Linked DNA regions of Mus musculus: regions 2 and 3 are each linked to region 1. A link is a contact called in public HiChIP or PLAC-seq and promoter capture Hi-C data. All regions are on one chromosome and are shown on one strand. Each heading gives the region's core, a stretch centred on a gene start, on an enhancer-like site or on the middle of the called end of the contact. The rest is flanking DNA. Distances are from core to core; before and after follow the strand shown.

Region 1 (3,796 bases), core at 931-3,430:
TTCATTTGTGTCCTTTAAAGTCTCCTATAAACAACAACAACAACAACAACAACAACAAGAGAATCCTGTGTTTTCCTGATATCTTTCACGCTAGCAAATGAATAGAACTCAAGAAGCACAGGTGGTAGAAACTTCAGCTTAGAGTCAGAAACACAGGTAAAACAACTGAAGTTTGGGAGTTCCATCTCAAACAGTGGGGAGTTTTGTAGGGCCAAGCCTTCAATTCCAGGTACTGTCAAAACTGAATTGATGACAACTAGCAGATATCTTTTATGGAATAGGTTTTCAAAGATGTTGAAATGTTATCTGAAGAAATCAGGAAATGTATGACACACCCTCCCTACTTTATATTTCTTTATAGCCCCCCATTTGTCAGGTCTGCTTTATCTGTGGAAATTAAGATCCAAGAAGCCAGGGAACTGTCTTTGCTTCTTCTCTCTCTTCATCCACATGGCCTCGTTTTATTTGTTTCAGCTTTTAATACAACTATCGATTTCTTGGTTCTTCAATGCAGGGTTAATTTCTAGTTTGGCAAAAGGCAGAAAAAAAAATCTGACTCTTGGGGTTGGGGATTTAGCTCAGTGGTAAAGTGCTTGCCTAGCAAGCCCAAGGCCCTGGGTTCGGTCCTCAGCTCCGGAAAAAGGAAAAAAAAAAGAAAAAAAAAGAAAAAAAATCTGACTCTTATATTTTGGTTCCTATGACATTGTCGTATTTGCTGCTTCCAACATTATGACATTCCCATTTTGTAGGTGAAACATATGCTGGTTTGCTGATCCCAGAGGTGATCAACATGAGTGGGAGGGAGGAGACAATCAGATGTAGAATAGTGGCTGTTTTTATTGTAGCAAAGCTTTCCCGCAAAGATCAAACTTCCAAGCCTTGCGTCGTGGGGGCTCACACCATTGATTTCAATTTGGAAGAAAACGAATGGATACAGAAAGATCAAGAGTTACCCATTTCGGAGGTTAGTCTGGGCTAACCACCTCAAATCTCCCTCTACAAAAATTATAATCTCAAAAACTAACAATAAAGATCGAGCTTGGTTAAGTAAGGGACAGTGACATCAAGGAGGCTCACAAAAGAGTGTGAGGGAAGCCTCACGAAAGGGTGGGGAGCCTAACAAAGAGCTGGCGCAAGACTCGCCCTAACCGACACGGCTAGGAATCCTGGGCAACCCTTCTGTATAATCACGCACTCAGCCACACACTGTCACAGCTCCAATCCGTTCTGCAAACAGTCTTAAATGGTGCCTTTCTCCTCAAATTCTGCCCTTTTTCTCTGACTCCTCTGAGAAGCCGCCCCTTCTCCTTCAAGCCCCGCCCTCACCTCGGGCTGCGGGGAGAACCTCCCTACTTGCTAAGCCCTGCCCCTCATCTCAGAATGCTGTAAACCCTCCCCTTTTCTGCTTAGCGCCAGGCTCACCATGCACTACGCTGAAAACCTGCTCTTTCGCCTCAAGCCCCGCCGCCCTCTAGATTTTGCTGAGAACCCGCCCCTTCTATACTAAGTCCCGCCCTCTAGAATCTGCTGAGAACCCGCCCCTTCTTCAAGCCCCGCCTTCACCTCTGACTGTGAGGAGAACCGCCCTACTGGCTAAGCCCCGCCCCTTCAGATTGCCGAGAACCCACTCCTTCAATGCTTAGCACCGCCCTCACACGAGCCGCTGAGAACCCGCCCCTTCTCCTCCAAGCTCCGCCCTCACCTCCGGAGGCGGAGACCAACCGTTCTTGCTAAGCCCCGCCCTCACCTCGGATTCTTCTGAGAACCCGCCCCTCCTCTAATCCCTGCCCTCACCTCACCTCACACAGAGCTGAGAACCCGCCCTACTTGATAACCCCGCCCCTCACCTAATACGGATAAGCTCCCGCCCCTTACCCACTTAGTACCGCCCTCTCCAGGGACTCTGCTGAGAACACGCCCCTTCTCCACCAAGCCCCGCCCCTTACTCCAGTTTCTTCTGGGAACCTTCCTATCTAAGCCCAGCCCCTCACATCAAACTTCTGAGACCCTTGCTCTTCTCTGCTTAGCTTTGCCTTCACCCTCAGTCTAAGAAACTGTTCTCCGTAGTACCCGCTTCTCATCGCAGACTTCGCTGAGTACACGCCCCTTCAGCCCCACCTTTCTCAGATTAAGCTCTTAGGTCGTCGCTGGCAGAGGCTGCGCTTGCGCACACATAGCTTGTAGGAAACCTCCCAGCGTTCCTCGGTTGACAGCGTCTGGGTAAGGCAGCTAGCGGGCGCTTGTTAGGGAGTGGGAGCCCGAGCGCTGCGGGCAGGGGAGATCCTCGTGGTCCCTGTGTTTTCTGTCTGGAGGTAGGCAGGCGGTTGCGTGGAATCTAGGGGGCACGAAAGCTCAGACGACTGGGCGTCCGGATCTAAGTCTGTGCTTGGGTGTGCCAGGCCCGTGCGTGTGTGAAAGGAACTGGGCTGTAAGTTTTCGGTGTGAGAGAGGGAGACAGAGTCTGAGAGAAATAAGTGCTGTGATTGTGAGAGAACTGTGAAATGTATGATGATAAGTGTGTCTTCCAGTGATCTGCATTACAGCACTTAAATGCTTGGAATCTCCAAAGTAATAAATACCTTGTTGACTGCTCTTGATTGATGGCTGACAAGACTCAAGGTAGTTTCAGAGTCGGTGCTGATCATCGCAGACGCTAAACGGGATTAGAGGATCAGTCCCAAACCCCATCCAGGAGAGGACAGGAGCTGAGGTTGATCACCAGATGCCAGTCCTTTTGTTGATGTTTCGAGACAGAATGTCATGTAATCCAGCAGTCCTCAAACTCTTTATGTAAGTAGAGGATGAGTTTGGAACTCTGATCTTCCTAACTCAGCCTTCCAAGTGCTGTAATTACAGGCGTGTGCAACCCACACTCAGATAAATGATTTACACAGCCATGCTTACGTGATGAAGTGTCCATAGCGACTCAAAAGGAAAGGATTCAAAGAGCTTTCTGACAGGAGTATTGTATCCCTGCATAGAAATCCTGAGAGGCCGTTGAGGGAAGTGGGTAAAGTGAAGATAGGATTGTGTTGGAGACTTCAAGATGTTGGAGATACTAGAGTCGTGGGGTAGCTGCAGCCTGAGTGTGGAACCAGCCCAAGACAGAGAAGTACGTGGCAGTCAGCAAAGCTGAAAGGATTCGGAGATCTGAATGACACAGAGATGCAGAATTTAGAGTTTGCCCTGCTTGTTTTCCGTCTTTGTTCTTTGGTCCAGTATTGATTTTCTTATTGTGCTCCTTTCTCTCCCTTTTGGAATGTGTTTTTATTTTTAAAGATTTATTTATTTTTGCTTGTATGGATATTTTGCCTGCATGCACAAATATGTACACCAAATGCATGGCTGGAGGCATGGATCTCCTGGAACTAGAGTTACAGGCAGTTGTAAGCTGCCATGTGGGTGCTGGGAATTGAACCCCAGTCCTCTAGAGGAACATCCAGTGTTCCTAACTGCTGAGTCATTTCTCCAGCCCCACTTTTGGAAATAATGTGTATGCTTTGGCATTGTATGTTGCGAGCATGTGATCTGCTTTTTAATTTTGACTTTACAGGGCTACAGTTATGAGATTGCATGAGTCTCAGAAGAGATTTTGACTTTGGACTTTAGTGTTGAGACTGTGATAGACTATGAAGGCCTTTGAAGTTGAACTGAGTGCATTTTTGCATTATGATATGGCTACAAGCCTAAGGGGGCCAGGGAGTGAAATGTGCTGGTTTGAATAAGAATGGCCCTCATAGGCTCATATACTTGAATGCTTAGTCATCAGGCTACTACTTGAGAAGAATTAGAAGGT
Region 2 (3,796 bases), core at 661-3,160, 850 kb after region 1:
GAACTGTTCTCATTAAAACTAACATACCTTCCTATTCCAAAAAGAGACTAATAGGGCTGGAGAGATTACCCTCTTTTGGTGTGTCTGAAGATAGCAACCATGTACTCATATACATAAAATAAATAAATCTTTAAAAAAACAAACAAAAGAGAATCACAGTCTCAAATTCAGTCCTGTGTGTCAAGTATTTGGTACAGGCTCTTCCTGAGCACATGACTAATGTTTCTTTCAAAAGTTTCACAAATGGGTACATATGATTTCAAAATGTTGTTTTGTCTACCCACATTGAATTAAGACTTTGGAATTAATTAGCCTTTACACAACATTTGCAAGGCAGAAGCAAGCAGACTTTTGTGCATCTGAGGCCAACATGATGTATATAGGTCAGCTAGAGTCATGGGGTGTGTCAATGGGGAGAGGGAGGATAGCTAATAACAAGGCAGACTACTCAAATGCTGAATGCAATCATAGAATTGTAAAATCTTTCAGTAGTATTTAAAAATTAGTAATATTAATTTTAATTACTAATATAACTTAGTAATATTATTTAAAAAATAAAATTATTTTTAATTTAATTTTCCCTCACAGCTACACTTAGTTCAGCAGCACATCCTGATGGCTGAGTTTTTAAAACTCATTGGAAAGGTAGGAGTGGTTGGCTCCGATTAGGGCTCTTCCACCATGAACCAGAGTTCAGTTGGCAGCCCTTACCCAAAGGAGACCCTAACCCACAAGAAGGCAAATCTCTGTGAATTTGAGGCTAGTGTGGTGTAAACAGTGAGTTTGAGCCTAGATCAAAAGTAAATGAATAAAGTAAAAATATAACAAAGGGTTCTTTAATCTCATCACTTGTGAGTTAGAGATAGAAGAATCTCTCTGAGTTTGAAGACACCCTGGTACATAGAGAGACAGGACAGCCATGACTACATAGAGAGGCCCAGTCTGAGGGAGAAGGAGGGGAGAGGGAGAGGGGGAGGGGGAGGGAGAGGGAGAGAGGCAAAGGAATAGGGAGAGGGGTTAAGGAAGACGGAAGAGGAGAGAGTGGAAAGGGTAGAGGGAGGGAGGGAGAGCAGGAGCCCACCAGGCCTCCTGGGGGCGGTGGAGGAGGAAAGGAGGTGGGGGAGAGGGGCATACAGAGAGAATAAAATAACTCCATCAAAGATCTGAACACCACCATCACCCACCCTACAACTCCCCCACCCCTGCTACAGCTTGCATTCCAACTCAAACATGAGTGCACAGGATTTACCCAAGGATTCACAGGTCTCTGCCTACACCCATATTACCCCCACCCCATGCTCAGAAAACTGACTAGATGGAATCTCTCACCTGTTCAAATCTTCTTGGCCACCAGAATCTAATCTAATTCCCTCATCTAATGCCAGTAGAGCTCAGGCCCTCCCACAAGCCTTGAGAGGTACAGTCCACCACACTGAGTCAGATGGGATGGCTCAAGCGATCTAGCACACAGATGACAAAAACAAAACAAAACAAAACAAAACAACCCAACTACCATAATTTCGTCCACCGGTGCCCTACAGTCGGGGACATGGGAGTCTACCCTGTTGGCTCCTGACCCAGATCTCAGCGCTCTAGAACTCAGGTAGGTGGGCGATCACTAGGCACTCACCTGGGGCAGGGCTCCACCCGCAGCCTCCACAATCACCATTGGGCTCCACTGGCCAGCCGGGCCCTGGGATGTGGCCATCCCTCCTCCAAGCTTGGATTAGATCACACGGGCTGTCGAAAACCTCAGCTCCGTCTCCGTGACGGAGGAAAAACGCCTCAACTCTACAGTTTTCCTGCCATGACCAATACTGATAAAACCAGTTTTCTGTGAAGCAGACTGACAGATCCAGAAAGTTTCAAAGAACCTCCTGCACGCAAAGCCGAAAGTCCCGCCCAGCGTCCTTTTGTCGTCACTAACGCGCCTATTTTCATTGGCTTTTCTCGGTGCAATGTCTTCTGGACAATGTAGTTCAGACGTGATCAAGCGCCAGGAAGTGGACACACCTCCCCAGATGGAGCCTTACACTCAATCTGTTAGGGAGAGTGTTGTGATTATAGATGTGTCAATATTTCCTTGAGCTCCAAAAGCCGGGCTTGCTGAAACACTCCTGAATTCCAGAACTGCTGGCAGAGGCAAGTTGATGTTTGGGATTAGAAACTAGCCTGTCACAGTGAGTTCCAGACCAGACAGAAAACCTTACAGAGTGAACATGACCCTAAGCTGGGCCATGTGAGGAGAGGAGATCTGAAAAGAGAAAGAGGGGCCTCCAACCAAGAGGGACCACCTGAGCCAAGAGACTAGCACAGCTAAAAGTGGCTGAGTTATAGAGTGGTCAGAGGAGCTGGAAGGAGGAAAGCCCAGGGGATCACCTGGACTGGGGAGTTTGGGCTGTGTGGTGGCTGGGGGTTGGGGGGAGGCATGCCAGCCAGGAACAGAGGGATGCTGAGAGGCCACTGTCCAGTTTGATATGTTAATGGACACTTTAGTTCAACATTTTTGCCTTGGATTTAAGACCCAACAGGTTATAGGTCTTTGTGTGAATGATACCTGACAGGTCTTCTTGCAAAGAAAACTTAGGAAATTACCATAGAGGAAGAAAGAAAGGACATATTTGGAATCGAGTATCCTTTCACCACTGATCTCAAGAATTCAAACTCTTCTCAGTTATACACATCAGACAGGAGGTCATCACGAATAACTTTTCTATTATGCATTCCCATGCTAAGAGAAATTTGGGGATGCATTACGGGATTCAGCCCAGAAAATGACTTTGGTGTGGCACTGAGGATGCACTTCACTTCAAAGGAAAGACTCGAGTAGCAGCTTCCCGGGGAAAGGGAACACTGGAGCATATGTACTGTGATCTAGTCTGCTGGGAGTCCTGTTAACTCCTTAACACTGCTTCTCCACTGTCCATCTCTGCAACTGCCCTGGTATCCATGGCTAACTGTCTGAACTATGTTGACCAGAACCCACTGTGTGCAGAAAGGCAGGAAGAGTGGTGGGAGTTGTTAGTGCATACATATAATCCTAGTGGATATCTGAGTTTGTGGCTAGCTTAGTCTACCATCTAGTGCAGCCAAGGCTACACAGAGAAAGCCTGACTCAGAGGAAAGGAAGAAAGGAGAGAGGGAGAGGGAGAGGGAGAGGGAGAGGGAGAGGGAGAGGGAGAGGGAGAGGGAGAGGGAGAGGGAGAGGGAGAGGGAGAGGGAGAAAAGGTTTTCCCCTGGAGCTGAGACAGGTCTGAAGTCTGCACCACCACAGTATAACTGGTCTAAGCCTTGGGTACAAACGCCCCTATCCATGTGCCTCTCTGCACATCCCTGTCTGCTGGCCTGTTGATGCTGGATGGGTGGCAGAGAATCCTTAGCTTACCTGATTGTTGCAGCACCCTGGTGTGTGGGTCCTAAGCCCAGGCAGAGGGCTGATGTCCCTGATAGTGATCCAGTCTTACAGTCCAATTTTATTTATTAATTTTACTCTTATAAAGATGGTGTTTGCGGCCGTGTGGCATTGGTACATATAGCAGACATATGATGGAGTTCAAGGTCAGTCTGGACTACAGAGTGAGTTTCAGGACAGCCAGAGTACACAGAGAAACCCTGTCTCAAAAAGCAAGCAAGCAAACAAACAAACCAGAGAGACAGAGAGACAGAGAGAGACAGAGAGACAGATGGAGACAGAGATGTAGCCAACACCAATGCACAATGATTTAGTTCTATGCTGATTTTGTAATGAAGACAATAAATTCATGAGTTCTTACTCACCTAAAAAAGGTGTGTGCTT
Region 3 (3,796 bases), core at 958-3,457, 610 kb after region 1:
GACACCTGACAGACCAGAGAATAGGTAAAACTCTGGCAGGGTGTGGGTTTCTCCTCCCACTCTTCCCCTGGTGAAACCAGGGTGAGACTAAATGGCAAGTAACACAGGACCTGTGGCTGGGAACTGGCATACTAGCAAAGTTGGATTAGAATAGATGAGTATCTGCCCAGGCATTGTGCTTAAAGAATGTTAATAAATTTAATATGTCTCTGTGTCAATTACTTGGGAGCTAGAACAGGAATAGAATAAAGCTACTACCATTAAAATTATTTCCTATACAGGGTCTCACATAGCCCAGAATGGCATTGAACTTACTACATAGTCAAAGATGGTCTTCACTATCTGTCTCTACCCAACACGTACCCGAAATACAAGTGTGTATCACCACTCCAGCTGATTTCCAAGGGTTTCCTTTGTTTATTTGTTTCTCAGATTTATTTCATTTTATGTGTGTAAATGCTTTGGCTGAATATATGCCTGTGCCCCACATGCTTGCCTGGTGTCTGCAGAGGTTACAGGCAGATACTGAACTCCCTAGAACTGCAGTTATGGATGGTTGTGAATCACCATGTGGATGCTGGGAATTGACCGCAGGTCCTCTGCAAGAGCAACAAGTGCTCTTAATCTCTGAGCCATCTCTCCAGCCCCACCTGATTTCAAGTTTTAGTAGAAATTACCAGTGGGGCTGGGGATATAACTTGGCAGTAAAAAGCTATTTGCCAGATACGAAATTCAAGGTCCTGTACAAAAAATAAAGTAAAATAAAATAAAAATCTCACCTGGAAATCATCCATTTCTTGTTTTTTTTCAAGCCAAGATATCCCTGGGGAGGAAGATTTGCTTGGAACTGAAAAAACAAAACAAAACAAAACAAAACAAAACAAAAAAACCCCACAAAGATCAGAATTTCTTTGGAACATGCCGTACGATATAGTTTCCCAAACTACTGCCCTGTATTTGTTTCCATGGTGGTTTAAATAGGGTGGGCCACCCATAGATGTATGTGTTTGGATGCTTGGCCGTAGGGAATGCCACTATTTGGAGTGTTGCTTTACTGGTGTGGGTGTGACCTTGTTAGAGGAAGTGTGTCACTGTGGAGGTGGGGCTTTGAGTTCAAGCTCTGCTCAAAGGGAAGAAAAATAAAACCCAGCATTCCCACTTCTGGTTGTATATCCAGAGGAAATAGCTGAATGGTGCAATCCTGTAATCCAAGCACAGAAGATGAGAGGAAGGAGGACCATGTGTTTGAGGCCCAGCTGAGCCATGTAACAAAACACTGACTCCAACAAACAAAATAAACAAACAGAAAACTCATTGCTACCACCAGCACCAGCACCAAAAATACCTTAGGAAATAAAATCAAGATGGTGAAGAAGTATCTGCTCTTGTAGGTTTGTTGCAGCACTGTTCAGAATGGCCAAGAAATTGAATCAACCTATATGTTCATGCCTAAAGAAAATGTGGGGGCTGGTGAGATGGCTCAGTGGGTAAGAGCACCCGACTGCTCTTCTGAAGATCCAGAGTTCAAATCCCAGCAACCACATGGTGGCTCACAACCATCTGTAACGAGATCTGGCGCCCTCTTCTGGAGTGTCTGAAGACAGCTAAAGTGTACTTACATATAATAAATAAATAAATAAATAAATAAATAAATAAATAAATAAAAAGAGTTAAAAAAAAAAAAGAAAATGTGGTATGCATGTATAATGGAACACTAGTCAGCCATATAAAATAATTAAATCTTGCCAATTGCAACAGCATGGAAGGAGACAGAGGCCATTATGTTAAGTGACTTAGACCAGGCACCCAAACTAGGCATCACATTCATATGCAGAACTAAAGAAAGTCATTTCAGGGAAGTTTTTTATTGTTGGTTTTGGTCTTTTTTGAGACAAGGTCACATGTAATCCAGGCTGGCCTCATACTTACTATAGGGCTGGGATGACCTCAAACTCCTGATCTTTCGATCTCCACTTCACAAGTACTGAAATCATAGGCAAGTACCGCTATGCCTGGCTGGAAGTTGAGAATATAGAGTTTATATATCTCAGAAAGAAGAGGGAAGCTAGTGAGAGGATAAACTGGGAAGGCCTCTCCACCACCTACCCTTTACCACCTAGCCTTCACAGATCAGGAGTCGTGCATCTGTCGAGGCTGTTCTTGCCACACAAGCAAGCCCTAGGTCAGTAAGGGTGATGCAACAAATATGTTGAGGTGAGGCTTCCATCTTCCTCATGAAGAATATTAAGCTACATTTTCTGTTGTCTTAGAAGACGATCTTCGTAGGCAGTGTCTAAAAGGGACACATCATGAGATCCGCTGAGTGCTGGGATCCACACCTTTGCACTGACCCTTAGATGGGCAAAAATCCCTTTGCTTCCCAAGCTTTATTTCACTGGCTGAAGAATGCCAGTCTCACCCCTATCTGTGAGTCCTTTCCCACAAACTCCATCTTCTAGATGCCCCCACATTTGAAAGAAACTGGGACTTTTAACGTCTTTCACACTGGGCGAGACTTACGCACTGTTAGTCCTGTCGGACACCGTGAGAAAAACCTATGAAGACCACATTACCCAGACTACGCTGTGCGTGAGCCCAATAATCTAACAAGCCGTGGTTCATTTCCGGGTTACTGGCACGCCATGGCCTCAGCACTTTGGTTCCAGGGGACTGGAGTGCGAGGGAGCCAAGGGACACTTTCCAGGATTGTAGCGGGATTTGAAAAGGACCGGAAGATAAAAATTCTCTCCGGAAGTCCATGCAAACCTGTGTGGTGTGTTCCTCCGGCGGGCCGCGACCTCTAAGCCCTCGTCCTTTAGTCTGCAGCAGCCAAGGGTAGTTAGTGGTTTACCATCTCCACGGAAGGTCCCGCGGTCTCGAGTCCAGCCAGTTTCCCTGTCACCAAGCCAAGGCCGGACAGGCGTGGGGAGGTTTTCCTGAGGTCTGCAAGGCGCTCCGTCCATCTCACCCCGCCCACGGATAATCCGACTATGGTGGCCGGGCAAGGACCACACACAGGTGAGTGGACTCTGACATGTGAGCTTTTAAATCCCTGCTTGTTGAAAGGTCCCGGGAGCCGATACAGCCCCCTGGATTGAGCTCTACCGTTGTCATTGGTGGTGGTGGTGGTGGGGGGGGAGCACAGTGGGGCCACCAAATTTGTCAGTGGTCCTACGAAATTTGTCCGTGTTCCTGGATGCGTCCTAAAGATGCTCAGTGTGAACTGTAATTTCTGGAAAGATGCTGCACCTGACAGCAGATCTATTAGAATGCCAGTAACTGTGGAGTGATTGGAATGTTGCGGGTCAGAACCTGGATATTAATTATCTTGGGCCATTTTTAGCTCCCTTATAGCTGACTATTCCTTGCCCATCACAGCGTCTAACTTAAAGTCATTGTGAAGCACAGATGAAACATTTTGGATGTGTCAAAGTAGCCGTAGCCGACTGCTAGCTTCCACCAACCTGAAAGCTAAAAGAATATCTTCAGATAGCATGTGAGGCCTGTAGCAGAAGCTTCTCCACTGGCCTCTAACCTGCCTGCCCGATGTTAGGCAGATACACGCAGTTAGTATAACAAAAATTACATTTCATTATGCTGAGGGTTGTCACACAAGGTTCACACTGCAAATTCTTAACTATGGTCCCACTTGCACAACAGAGGTCTGATTACCAAGGGTCAGGATCCTAGGGGAGGCTCTTGAGCTGCATGGCAGATCAAGGTGGCCTATCTCAAGAGCTCAGAGCATAAGAGCACAGTGGGCACCATGGGGTTCTAGGACTGTGTCTGGCTATCC

Evidence for each region. Promoter capture Hi-C pulls out the DNA fragments that hold promoters and counts their contacts. HiChIP or PLAC-seq counts read pairs in DNA pulled down with a chosen protein or histone mark.
Region 2: a contact with region 1 is called in an H3K4me3 HiChIP or PLAC-seq map of bone marrow-derived macrophages, with 4 times the contacts expected there. The contact joins the promoter of Zfp772 here to the promoter of Zfp78 in region 1. A contact is called at or near these places in 5 of 39 promoter capture datasets (cranial neural crest, liver, maxillary cranial neural crest and 2 more) and 2 of 115 datasets of contacts at active chromatin or transcription factors (astrocytes and bone marrow-derived macrophages).
Region 3: a promoter capture Hi-C map of hippocampal neurons shows a contact between it and region 1, with 4 times the contacts expected there. The contact joins the promoter of Zim3 here to the promoter of Zfp78 in region 1. A contact is called at or near these places in 8 of 39 promoter capture datasets (cranial neural crest, embryonic stem cells, frontonasal cranial neural crest and 5 more) and 4 of 115 datasets of contacts at active chromatin or transcription factors (bone marrow-derived macrophages, embryonic stem cells and stem cell-derived neural progenitor cells).

The regions. Positions count from the first base shown.
Region 1 is chr7:6,361,128-6,364,923 of GRCm38.p6, forward strand. Zfp78 (zinc finger protein 78) reads left to right here and starts at 2,181. Exons shown (of 5, transcript NM_001025163.1): 1 at 2,181-2,220.
Region 2 is chr7:7,208,088-7,211,883 of GRCm38.p6, forward strand. Zfp772 (zinc finger protein 772) reads right to left here and starts at 1,911. Exons shown (of 5, transcript NM_145577.2): 1 at 1,631-1,911. The coding sequence starts at 1,708.
Region 3 is chr7:6,974,455-6,978,250 of GRCm38.p6, forward strand. It overlaps Zim3 (zinc finger, imprinted 3), which reads right to left and starts at 2,208. Exons shown (of 7, transcript NR_036631.2): 1 at 2,107-2,208; 2 at 1,930-2,016; 3 at 780-847. It also overlaps the pseudogene LOC115485607.